Regions from separate parts of the Bombyx mori genome. Here region 2 is linked to region 1. A link is a contact called in public Hi-C data. All regions are on one chromosome and are shown on one strand. The core of a region is the stretch at or near the end of the contact, and the rest is flanking DNA. Distances in the headings are between cores, read along the strand shown. Region 1 overlaps LOC101736853 (zinc finger protein ush). Region 2 overlaps LOC101736853 (zinc finger protein ush).

Region 1 (6,752 bases), core at 3,503-6,002:
TAAGCGGTAGTAAGACCTTTGGGAGGGCGCGAGTCCTTCTAAGAAATCAGACCATCTGGCATCTCGGACTTCGGCGATGCGAGACTTTACGTCGCGTTGTAGGGCACGCATTCGAATACGATTTTCCGCGGTAGGATACCTGTCGTAGGCGCGTATCGAGGCGTTCTTAGCTCTAAGGAGTTCCCTAATATCGTCGGACAATTTGAAGCGGTGAAGGAAGTCCTCCGCTACAACTTGTTTCGATGACCTATCTAATGTCGAGGTGATGTGTGACGTTAAGATGTCTATGGCTTCAGCGGTATCCTGAGGAGACGGGGTAGAGTCCGGGCTAAACGGTAGCGATGGTGGATCAGATTCAGCCAGGCTGATGCCCAGCGTGTGCCAATCCACCACAGTCCTCGTGACGGGAACGGAATCGGGAGCGCGACCGAGCTTCATAACGACGGGACGGTGGTCTGAATCTAACTCTGAAACTACTTCGATCGAGTGTAAGCGCAGAGTTACGTTTTTTAATAACGCTATGTCGAGTATATCCGGGCGATGCGCGATATTTAGCGGGTAGTGAGTCGGGATTAGCGGAGCGATGATATCGAAGGCGAGATTATCGACTAACGCGTCAAGCCGCCTGCCATTCGGGGTTGTGGTGTGTGAGTTCCACCTAATGTGTTTACAATTTAGGTCGCCCGCCAGAATGACAGAGCTCCCTATGCCGAGCAGCGCCTCGATATCACTGCTTAGAACGATCTTATCCGGTGGAAGATAAACGGACGCGATAACGATCGGCGCGTGTCCCGTCAGTGAGATTCGGCACACTGATGCTTCGATATTAGCGAGCGCGGGAGGATCGAGTGGGACGCAATGCAGGGCTCTTCTATAGTAAATGACGGTACCACCACCACGAGCAGAGAGCCTGTCGTTCCTGACCATGTTATAGTTGGCGATTTTAGGGTCACGGCGCGCGGGCTTAAGTAGGGTCTCCTGCACTAAAAAGATATCAATTTGATGGTCACGCAAAAAGTCAGAAACCTGATCACGCTGATTTGCGAGACCGTAAGCGTTAAAAAATCCTATCGTTACGGATAGGGGCTTTATTCTACTTATATACGCCATTGATTACCGGCGGAGTGAGGGGAGGACGTACGTATTTAATGACGCGTATACGTCGGCGTATTCTTGCACAACGGCGATAAAGTGTTGTGCAGTGGAGGCAGAGCGAATGGCGTCGCCCAAAGCGTTAACGCGCTCAAAGTTGATCGACTGAAAGAAGTCGATCGCTAAAGCGAGATTGTCGGACGCGGTCGGAGGGCAAGTCGCGGGAGAGGGACGAGTCGCGGGGGCGGGACGAATCGCGGAGGAGGGAGTTGTAGCCGTGTTCATGTACGGCAGCGGTTTCGCCCAGGCCGAGACACTGGGCACCGGTGCCGGAACGAACGCTGGCTTAGCCTGCGACACAGAGGGTGCCGAGGCTTTGATGTCTGGGCCGGAAGCTCGGAGGCGGTTTTGGCGGGCGACGCGGCGATTTATTTTCGGGGCTCGGGGGCATCCGCGGTAATTTGCGGGGTGACCCTGTGTTCGACACAGGACGCAGCTAGGCGGTTCTGTCGCGGTTTTTTGATCGCGAGTGCATAGGGCCGTGGCGTGATCGCCTAAGCACTTGACGCATCGGGAGCGCGCGTGACAGTTACGGGAAGAATGCCCGTATAATTGGCAGTTATGGCACTGGCTAGGTGTGCCTTTCTTGTGTGGGGTTTCGACTGCGATTCCGGAAAGGCTACAGACCGTTCGGATGTTGAATATTTGCTTACCCTCGGGGGTAGGCTGGAGGGCGACGAGAACCATATTATATGGCTCCCTTCCGCGGCCTGTGTGCATGCGGTGTACGGAGTTAACCGGTAGGCCTTGTTCGAGAAGGTCGGCCTTGACGAGCTCGGCATCCAACTCTTTAGGGATGCCACGTATAACGGCACGGAGTTCGCGCTCCTCCTGGAGCGTATATGTGTGGAAACTTATACGCTCCTTACGGAGGTAAGAAGAGAGGGCCCTATGGTCGTCGGATGTTCGAACCTTAATTTGAATGCCGTTCGCGAGGTTACGGGCATTCGTAAAATTGATATTTTTGGCCTTAAGGGCCAGGGAAACTCGTTCCCAAGCTGCCTTCTCTTGAAGGATTACCGGGGGAGGGGTCTGGGCTTTATTTTGTGCCACCGGACGCGGCGACGGAGTGGCACGGGCTGGAGGCGCAACGGGAGTCTGAGGGCGGGGGCGCGACGCGTTCGCGGCTTTGCTAATTTTAGCGGCCGCGGGAGCTCGAGACTCCGCGGCACGCTTCTTACCCTTTTGCACTAGGGTGAATCCATCCGTCGATGAGGCGGGAGCGAGGTCGACCTCCATCTCCGAGTCAGAGTCGGAGGACGAGGAGGCGGGCGCAGGTGACCTACGAGTAGGTGTTTTGGACGGCGCGACGGAGGCCGCGGATGATCGCGCTGCTGGAACGGTGACCACGGCGGACGACGCAGCAGTTTTACTCGCCAGTATAGGCGACGCGGGAACGGCAGGCACGACGGAGGCTGCGGTGCTCGATGCAGAAGCTTTGCACGCAGGTACAGGCGACGCAGGAGCAGCGAGCTCGGTGGAGTCCACGAGAGGGCTCGCAGTGTGATCGGCCTTGAAGGCCTGAAACTCGGAAGTGAGCTTTGGGTAGCGAAGCCGGAGAAATTCCGCAAATACAGCGTCCATGATGTCTACGTGCCCAGGTGGGGCTACCCTGGGTCTTAGAAAACACTCGCCTTGCGGCGAGGCCCCAACTTCTCGGACCTGAGCGGTTCTATTGAACACAGGTGGCGATGCGGCACGATTACTGCAGGACAAAGAAAAATCACAACAAAACGGAAATAACAAAAAGAAACAAAACAATTAAACACTTCCAGGAAGACAGTTTGTCGGCAGATGTACCACGAACACAGAAATAACAAAAGGAAACCAAACAAATAAAAACTTCCAGGAAAAACACTTGGTCGGCAGATGTACCACGAACACAGGCCGCGCGAACAATGGCCGGGCTAACAAAAGCCGGGCGAACAAAGGCCGGGCGATCGAGTGGTCGATGAGCACGTCCGCGCGTGACGGGTGCCTCTATCGGAATGATTGTAGCTTGAATTACGCCGGTATTTTTAAGTTTTGTTAAAGTAAGCAAAGGCTTACTAAGATTCTCGAAAACGCAAAAGATCCCACTCCAAGACATGTTATGTCTACGTAACTCAACCCAGAAATTCCTTGCAACACAAGCAGGTGTTCATAACAATTCGTATTCTCAAACAGCGACATACATACGTGGTAACAGTTCGTCGAATTACAGTATTTCTTAGGAAACTTCTAAGGATTTGTTTTTATGATTCTTCTTTTTCATATGAGCATAGCATTTCAGTCGTGGTATTACAAAATACAGAATCCTAATGCATATATCGATGACGGGTGAAATACTATTTTGGTTTAAGCGACATTTTTGCAACTTTACAAGGAGAGCTTGAATTCGAGAAGCTAATGGTGATAGGTAAGGTGAACGGAAGAAGACCACGAGGTAGAGTTCCGACACGTTGGACTGACCAGATCCGCACTACCCTCGACACCACAGCTTACGATGCTCTACACTCGGCGGCAGATAGAGGCAAATGGCGTGGAATGGTCCGTAATAAGTTCTTGTTGCGAGGAGGTGGTCACGACCCTCAGTATTGAGGAAACCGAAGCAAGAAGAAGAACAAGGAGAGCCTGACAATTGACTGACAACTCAGACTTCGGCTTAATTCAAAGTATCGGTGATATTCACGTTTTGACATCCAATGCCGTCGATAGCCGTTGAACAATTGACCGTATACTAGACATAACACAAAATGTATAACATGTTTACGACTTGAGTATATTGACCGGCATTAATTTATTTAACTGACACACATACTCGTACAGCTACGAACGAAAATGATTTTTCTTTATTGTCATTGCTACATTGAAATATTAATTACAAGTGAAATATTAATTACAAGTGAAATAATAATTATAAGTGAAATATCAATTACAAGTGAAATATACAGAATAATCCATACAGAAACGAGCTGTTCGGATGGTCGATAGTCCTGCTCTGGCGGATCGCTTGGAACCTCTGGGTCTACGGAGGGACTTCGGTTCTCTCTGTGTTTTATACCGTATGGTCCATGGGGAATGCTCTGAGGAATTATTCGAGATGATCCCCTCATCTCCTTTTTATCATCGTACCTCTCGCCATCGGAGCAGAGTTCATCCATATTATCTAGAACTGTTCATCGACAGTGCGTTTCCAAAGATCTTTTTTGCCACGCCCATCCGGCTTTGGAATGAACTCCCCTCCACGGTGTTTTCGGAGCGCTATAACATGTCCTTCTTCAAACGAGGCTTGCGGAGCGTACTTTATGGTAGGCAGCGGCTTGGCTCTGTCCCTGGCACTGCTGACGTCTATGAGCGACAGTGACCACTTACCATCAGGTGGGCCGTATGTTCGTCTGCATACAAAGGCAATAAAAAAGAAAGTGAACTTTTAATTACAAGTAAACTATTAATTACAAGTGAAATATTAATTACAAGTGAAATAGAAAGCAAGCGACTCACTTATTTGTTCATATACCACTGGGTCCTCGTCTTTTGAGTCGTGCGATCAGTGATCGAGACTATATTAGGTCAACTGGCGTCGTATAAAAATAATTATTCGCTTAGCATTATCAATGTCGTTTCCTGTTTTCTACGTCTAGATAGAGCGGTCGATTGCATCGAGCACGGCTAATTAGGCTTATCGTACACCAATTATTTATTAGCTGCGCTTATCTGGTCCGCCATTGTTTTAGGTTTGTGGCCGCGACACATTGTCTATTCGTTTGTTAAGTTATAATAACATGATTGATGTCGTGTCTGAAAATAATATGTGGTATTATTTGTTGTTTGTTTAAAGTTATTATTATTTATTTTTATTGCTTAGATGGGTGGACGAGCTCACATCGCACCTGGTGTTAAGTGGTTACTGGAGCCCATAGACATCTACAACGTAAATGCGCCACCCACCTCTAGATATAAGTTCTAAGATCTCAGTATAGTTACAACGGCTGCCCCAGCCTTAAAACAGAAACTCATTACTGCTTCACGGCAGAAATAAGCAGGGTGGTGGTACCTACCCGCACGGACTCACAAGTGGTCCCACCACCAGTAAAACTGAAAAATATTACAGTAAGTATTAACTAAAAATATTTATATTAGTAGTAGAAGAAATAGAGATGGAGAAGAACTTCGTAACTGGTATATTTACTCATGAGAGGACGTATGCACGGATAGACACTCAATCATAAATATGACACTTTATATATAATTACTTCTAGTGTGGCAACATTCATTGTTGCAGTTGTACAAAATTTTCTGGTCGTACTTAGCATGTGTGCTGTATTTTGTATAAGAGAGAATTAAAAATCTTACTTTCTAAATCAAGTTATATTGAAGCTAGCACAAAATACAGTCTGCACCCGATACACTTGCTCGGTTACGCTGGCATAGCCTCTCAAGGCTACCAGCTTAGGTAGGAAAAAAAAAGCCGGAACATGTGTGTCAAAATATGTCATATATCATTTACGTAGTGACGTCTGTAGGCTCTAATAACTACCAGTGCTACTAACTTCTGCATACTTCCATTATTAGTACCTGAAACTAAAGAAAGTTTGAGGTATCGCAATTTTCTTTCCCGCGACCACCTACAGTTCAGCCGTATCACAACAAAGTTATTATATTTGTTAGTAAGTGGTAGTAGTATTACTACCAGAACTGAACACATAAAGATAACCCCTACTATAAGTACTATTAAGACAAAACGAGACTCGAAATACCCTTAAGTGTTTTTTTTTATTTTTTTAAATTGCTTAGATGGGTGGGTGAACTCACTGCCCACCTGGTGTTAAGTGGTTACCGGAGCCCATAGACATCTAGAATGTACACAGTTTTACAGCATAACGGCTGCCTCACCATTCAAACCGAAACGCATTACTGCTTTAAGACAGAAACAGACAGGGCGGTGGTATCTGGTACCCGTGCGAACTCACAAGACGTCCGACCACCAGTAAAGTGTTTGCATGTCAGTCGAATATATTTCCAAAATTTGAAATACCAACAATACTGGTAGTAAGTTAGTACTGTTAGTAGACGTATATTAGTTAGTAATTGCAGACTGACTTAAAGTTTGAGATCGCTCCACGTATTTTTAAGATCGACTAAACCACAGCAATCCATAAATCTATTCTATCTATCTATCTATATATATAAAAATGAATTGTTGTTCGTTAGTCTCGCTAAAACTCGAGAACGGCTGGACCGATTTGGCTAATTTTGGTCTTGAATTATTTGTGGAGGTCCAGAGAAGGTTTAAAAGGTTAGGATAAATATGAAAACGTGCGGAATTAAATAAAAATAATAATTTTGCTTTACCTTTGATGTGTCCCCCGTCGGACGGATTCCTTTTGTTTGTTTTAAGTTTATTTTATACAAAAGTTTAGGTATTTTATTTATCGATTGAGGCACTACGAAGTCTGCCGGGTCAGCTAGTCTAAAATAATTTACATACAAATCGAAACGCAATGAAACGTTTTCATTTCGCGAAAACATCGCAGCGATTTCACGAAAACTTATACATTAATTGTTGCAATATTAATCTAAGCATCGCGTCTACTGCAGTAATTAGTGTCGCAAGTGAA
Region 2 (6,569 bases), core at 474-2,973, 57 kb before region 1:
AAACAGCCACCAACTGCCGACTTGATCTGGTCGTTCCATCGCATGGGCACCCTTCCACGCGGTCTGGTGCCGACTGGTGGTATGCGACATGCGTCCATGCACGAGCGCCGAAAGACGTTGCTTAATGCCGAGTTCCCGAAGAATGGAGATATTGGTGCGAAGTTCGGTCCATGAAATACCAAGCATTCTTCTCCAGCACCACATCTCCAGATAAAATAATATAAAGTGTAGAGATATGTAAATACAGTCAAAACCGTTTACTGCGACATCGTTTAATACAACATACCGGTTATAATAACCAAGAACAAAGGTCCCGACTGAATGCCATATGACCGCCTTATTAAAAATATTGCTTTCTACGACATTGGTAATAACGACATACCTCATAAAACGACCACATTTAACTAATATTTCGGAAAATTAGATCTGTTAGAACGACCGGCTAAGCTGTATTGTAAACAATTTGAATAGGTATCCACATTTGTCTTCAATGGCTATTAAAATCAGGAAAGAAAACAATAGGATTTAGTTTAGTGTAGGGTCTTTTCTAATTCTTAGAAACAAAACACGTGCATGCGGTAGCCAAGCCCGCTTCTTCTTAACTCTTCAGTTAGTTTGTTACTTATCTATATACACAAGACGCACCAAAACTTTGTGGAGTTATTCGTGAAACTTTCAAAATGTCGCAAAGAAAAAGAAAACAAATTAATATTGAAGAAAAATCGCGTATTATGTAAATATATTTTTCCAATAATTCCCTATCGATTTGTTTGTACTTGCACGATACACATTAAACATCACCGGTTGTTACGACTATCGGTTTTTACGACTGAATATGAGCAGTCCCTTCGATGTCGTTATAACAGATTTTGACTGTACTTACAATGGTGAATAAAGGCTGCTGATCAGTACTAGATGAAATCAGTATAATCAATTAAAATTGAGGCTGTTGGAAGTGATGTTGAGAAACTATTTTCGAATAAAATGAAAACTATATATTGATATTGTCGTTAATGTCAATATTGCAGAATAAATTCTATCAAGTACGCCATTTTTGTAAAAATCAGAAAAACAATTATAAACCAAATTATTAATATATATTCTGTGGTAATTATTTTTTGTTGCAAACAAAAAAACAGATACGAGTGTCATCTTTTAAAAAAAAAATATAAATGACAAATTGAACTTGACTGAAGATCGTTTTTATCAAAGCAGGGCACTTCATTATTTAATTTCTTTGCCAAACTGAATCTCACAATGCAATACAAAAATATGTACGTACAAAAAAAAACCGATTGAGTACCTACCTGTTGGCAAACGCTCACGATCGCTATGCCGGACCCCGCAATCTCGGCATCGGTAATTTGGTAATAAAATGAAAATACGTTTCTTACCTTATCTAAAATCCGCTCTATATAACATCTTTCGCTATATAAACATTGTAATAAATCTTTTAAGGTTATAACCACGTGACATGTGCTAGCAGAAATCATCCATATAGACCTGACACTGTACTGCTAGTTACATTGCGAATCGTGAACATTGAACTGAGTGCAGCCTTAGGCAGTAAGGTTCGATTTCCTTTGAAGCATCAGCAAAGTTACGTAGTTTTCGCGGCACTTTAAAAGTTCGCATGGCTGCAAATTTAATTTTGTTTAATAAGCTTCTCTCGGTTGTTACGTTGTAAAATGCGCTTTATTTGTTCGTGGTGAGATTGTATTTAGTTTGAGAATTGAGTGTTGTATCGCCATGGATGCATCGTTCGCGATGCGTTTTACGATACGCGCCCCGCCCCTACGAGTTTTTTCGTGGTTTCTGCTAAGTAACAATGGCTCGATAACTAAATAACGAGAGATCCATCAGACGATGTGAGAACAATGTGTTTTTATTTTGATCGACGAGCTCAATACGTTCTAAAGTAAGCAAGGGGAATATTGCTTTAAGAACTTACATTGATATCGGAGTACTGGATTGGATATTGTGGTTTTGAAAGGTTTTCATAATATGTATTCGACTATATTCTTTAAGTAATAGGTGTAATTTATAGCCGTGAAAGTTTAAAAACAATTTCTTTTCGAATTGGATATTGTCTTTTTTAATTGAATTTAAACGCCTGTGTTTTTTGTCATTGTAATTTCAACTATACTTAGTCTGGCCATAAATACTGTTACAATTAAAAATAAACAAAATATTACATTTGAATTTGGAATCTGTCATTTTTATATGATTGCTCATTGAGTTTTCTCATTTTGGCGCCAATACATTGTACAATATTTTGCGATATTAAAATGGAGTGGGGTGATGAAGAGAACCGAATCGCTGTGATTGCATTACACAAAGTAGGCATGGAGCCAAATTTTTAGAACAATAGCAATTTTTAAAACTCTCCATACGCTTGGTATTAGTAAAATGTTTGTGTACCGAGCTATTATTAGGTGCAATGAGACCTCCTCTGTTTGTGACAGAAAAAGATCTGGCCGTCCACGTAGTGTTCGTACGAAAAAGGTGGTCAAAGTAGTAAGGGAAAGAATTCAAAGAAATCCTGTCCGAAAGCAAAAGATTTTATCTCGGAAGATGAAGATAGCACCTAGAACCATGTCGCGTATTTTAAAAGATGACTTAGGACTTGCAGCCTATAAGAGACGTACTGGTCATTTCTTAACTGATAATTTAAAAGAGAATAGGGTGGTAAAATCGAAACAACTACTGAAGCGGTACGCAAAGGGATGTCATAGAAAAATTTTGATTAGGAATGAGAATTTTTTTACAATTGAGCAACCTTTTAACAAACAAAATGACCGTATTTATGCTCAAAGGTCTAAGGAAGCTTCCCAATTAGTCGACAGAGTGCAACGTGGGCACTATCCGACTTCAGTGATGGTTTGGTGGGGTATTAGCTACGAAAGAGCGACTGGGCCATACTTTTGTGAAAAAGGTATCAAAACATCGGCACAAGTGTATCAAGATACCATTCTTGAGAAAGTAGTGAAGCCCCTTAACAACACCATGTTCAATAATCAAGAATGGTCCTTTCATCAAGACTCGGCGCCAGGTCATAAAGCTCGGTCTACGCAGTCTTTTTTTTTTTTTTTACTTAACAATCACGCCTCGTTAACTGGTCCCGTGATAAGTTCGTAAAGAACTTGTGTTACAGGTACCAGATAACGGATATAAATGTAAGATTTTTATTATACACATACATATATTTTTAATATACATCCATAACCCTGGAAAAGACATTTATATTTATCATACAAATATCTTCCCTTAGCGGGATTCGAACCCGCGACCCCCTTGTGTAGTGACCATGTCACTTACCACTACACCAGACGGCCGTTGCTAAATATATTAGATATATTTAGCAGAGCAAATAATGTTTAAGTTTTCTTTTTCCCTTACCTGATCGGTGGTAGCCTGAGGGACTATTCCAGCTACGCTCGGGCTGATAGGTGGGTCTACGGGATCAGCATCAGAGAATTTGTAACACTGCCTCGCAGAATCTACCACCGGATCGGAATCGCGAACCACCAAGAAAATCCAGCGAGAAACTATGTGCTTTGTGTCTATGGGCTAGTAACTAGCTCAAGCTTCACAAATTACTAACGCGTCCACTTCAAAACCTATTTATCGCTACAATAGCGTTCCAGTCGCATAAAGCGGTAAACAAGGAAAACACAAATTTAAATTTAGCGTTACACTTAACTGATGCACGCGTTATTTAACATTATCGCTCGTTAATTGTTAGTTTATAACAAATAAACAGTCTGCGCGTTTTCCTCTATTTATCGCTGAAACCGTTCTTAGAGGTACCACTGAATTCTGTACGCTTGTGATTCATTCGTTTCGATTTATTTAATTCATTTAGAGCATAGGTATACTTAATTCCAAATATATCTATATACTAGCTGTACCCGTCCGCTTCGCTGGGCATTTAAAATTAACATTATTATTTCTCACCCTCACAAAGATTCTCATCATTAACGCCCCCGCAACTGGTGTAGGAAGTCCAACACTCATATAAATATCAGCCTATCCATTAAGTACATGTATTTTCTACACGGATACCAAGTTTCAAGTCAATCGGATGCACGGTTCAGTAGTTATAACGGAACATCCGTAAAAACCACTGTAGATTTATATATTAATATAGATTAGATTAGTAGTAGATAGTATAGTATAGATAGATTAAAAAAATCATTACACACACTATCATGTATTTGACACACACACGCAGGCATACTATTTGTTTATTGTCAAACCTTTTTTATTGCTAATAGTTTCTGCTCAAATTGAGAATAGATTAAATATTGTTTGTCTCTACTAATATTTGTCTAAAGTGTAGTCTCGGCGAAATCTGCGATTATAGAAGTATAATAGTCTTTGACATAGACATTTGACATTGAAATAGTGTACAAACCTATAATTTCATTAATTATAGTTGAATTTCGACTACCAGGGTACCACTTAATACATTTATTAAGCATAACATAATATGCATATGCTATGTTCAGATCTCATTAGTTACGTCTGACCGTTCTACCGGGTCCTGGTAATAAAACTGAATTTTCACAAACGAAATCAATAGGGATAAGTTTGTAAATAAAATAGTGAAAACATTAGTACTTATCCGAGCATAAGGTGATCGGAGTCAGCTACTTATGTCTTTTAACGATCAAACAGATCTAACAATTAAGCCATTAAAATATTTCGTTCCCCAAGCTTCCGATTTCTTTAATTCAACATGCATCTCCAGTAGAGATGTTTATTTGCTTTTTTGTATTCCCTCGCGTGTTTAATGCACATAAGATTTCCTTTGGCGTGATAATTGTCTCGCCGGGGTGCTTCAGGGCTGCTCTTCGGATGGCCACTTTAAATAGTTTATGGCGCGTATTTCTTAAATTCCCGCTGATTTACTGAATTATTTCAATGTTTACGGGAACAGAAGGATTGTTTTTTTTGGGAATTTGTGTCTTGTGTCTGTTTTCATTTACTAATTTACTTTCCTGTCGTGTCTTTGTGTTCGTATTTCAGTTTTTTGTTAGTTATTATTATGTCAAATGGCTCTTTTCATAAACGTGTCAACAAATTTATTTGACAATTACTTTCTAAATTAAAGGCTCCACCAAGGTTTATATGATTTGTATTTCGATAAAAATAATAATTACTATATTTCGAAATACGAATAAACTACCGAAGAATTAATTAGCTTGGAATTATTGTAAAGTTGTTTAGGTTAGTTAAGAAGCGCCATCTACTGGAAAAATGTCACAACCCCTACTCTATTCAAATGCTTAGTTACGTTAACATGAATTTAGTTTATCATTTCAATTCAATAAGTAACAATTAAATGTGTACAAAAAACATAGTTAATATTCATTAAAAAACTATGTGGCCATACATATGTGGCCATTTAGCGTAGAGTTTAATATATAGATAATAAAAAAAATACAAACATATGTAAAGAGGTTATGGCGATATATTCCGTTAAAATATGAGGAAAGGATCACAATATAATTGCAGAAAAACCGAAATCGGGGTGACTCTTGACCATTCTCAAACCTGCAAGCGAAGTGTTGTGTTGTTTCTATGGAAGCCCACTGAGTTGTTCGCTTGATTTTCTCAGCGGCTTGTGATTCTCATCCGGTGATAGATTCTGCGAAGCACTGCTCGTGATAGGGCTAGAGTTAGCTAATTATCTCAGGATGAGCCCGTCAGCATAGCTGAAATATCCTCTTAGTCTACCAGCGAATAGTTGGGGGAAAAAAAGTTCGATGCGCACATCCCTGAACCGCGAGATCTTTACCCGGTACGACTTAATCTTAAATCTTGTGTTTTTGTTAATGTTGTTCTTAATTTTATTTTCGGTCATTGAAACGAGACGATCTAATGTTGTTTTTTTTTGGTACGGATATTGTCAGAGAATTGCAATCGTTTTGTGGAGATGTGATATGGAACGGATAATGCTTCGAGACTCGTTGTATTATGATTGTTGCTAGAGTTTGTATTGATGTTAGGTCATAATGTAGTAACAGTTCTATTTTTCCAACTCGAAAGGCAAAGGTATTATACCATGCAGCGTAGATAATCTTTCATAATTTTTATTATGATAAATGATATTATGAAATGAAATGAAGTTGATTAATATGAAACATGGCATAAAATGAAATGAGATGAGATGATATGAGATCTTAGTAAAATGGTGGTAATTTACTGAGACTTTTTCAGTAGACTCTGGTGGTAGGACCTCTTGTGAGTCCGCACGGGTAGGTACCACCGCCCCGCCTATTTCTGCCGTGAAGCAGTAATGCGTTTCGGTTTGAAGGGTGGGGCAGCCGTTGTGACTATACTGAGACCTTAGAACTATATCTCAAGGTGTGTGGCGCATTTACGTTATAGATGTCTATGGGCTCCAGTAACCACTTAACACCAGGTGGGCTGTGAGCTCGTCCACACATTTCAGCAATAAAAAAAAAAAAAAAAAAAGACTTATTGGAGGATCCCGAGAAGTTACGTCCAGCGGCTTTGTTTCATTTTCCCACATTTGTGCACTTTCACAAATATTAAACAGT

The links. Hi-C and Micro-C count contacts between places; a contact is called where the count stands out from the background.
Region 2: a Hi-C map of midgut shows a contact between it and region 1, with 1.5 times the contacts expected there. The contact joins two enhancer-like sites. A contact is called at or near these places in 2 of 7 Hi-C or Micro-C datasets (midgut and whole pupa).

What each region holds. Positions count from the first base shown.
Region 1 is chr4:2,144,206-2,150,957 of ASM3026992v2, reverse strand. The region is part of intron 1 of LOC101736853 (zinc finger protein ush); the gene reads left to right. Among protein-coding and RNA genes, the nearest start is that of LOC134198730, 10 kb to the right of the region's middle. Within about 2 kb of position 4,752, at least 3 of the 8 cell types and tissues checked have open chromatin away from gene starts, as enhancers often do.
Region 2 is chr4:2,198,780-2,205,348 of ASM3026992v2, reverse strand. The region is part of intron 1 of LOC101736853 (zinc finger protein ush); the gene reads left to right. Among protein-coding and RNA genes, the nearest start is that of LOC101736853, 52 kb to the left of the region's middle. Within about 2 kb of position 1,723, at least 7 of the 8 cell types and tissues checked have open chromatin away from gene starts, as enhancers often do.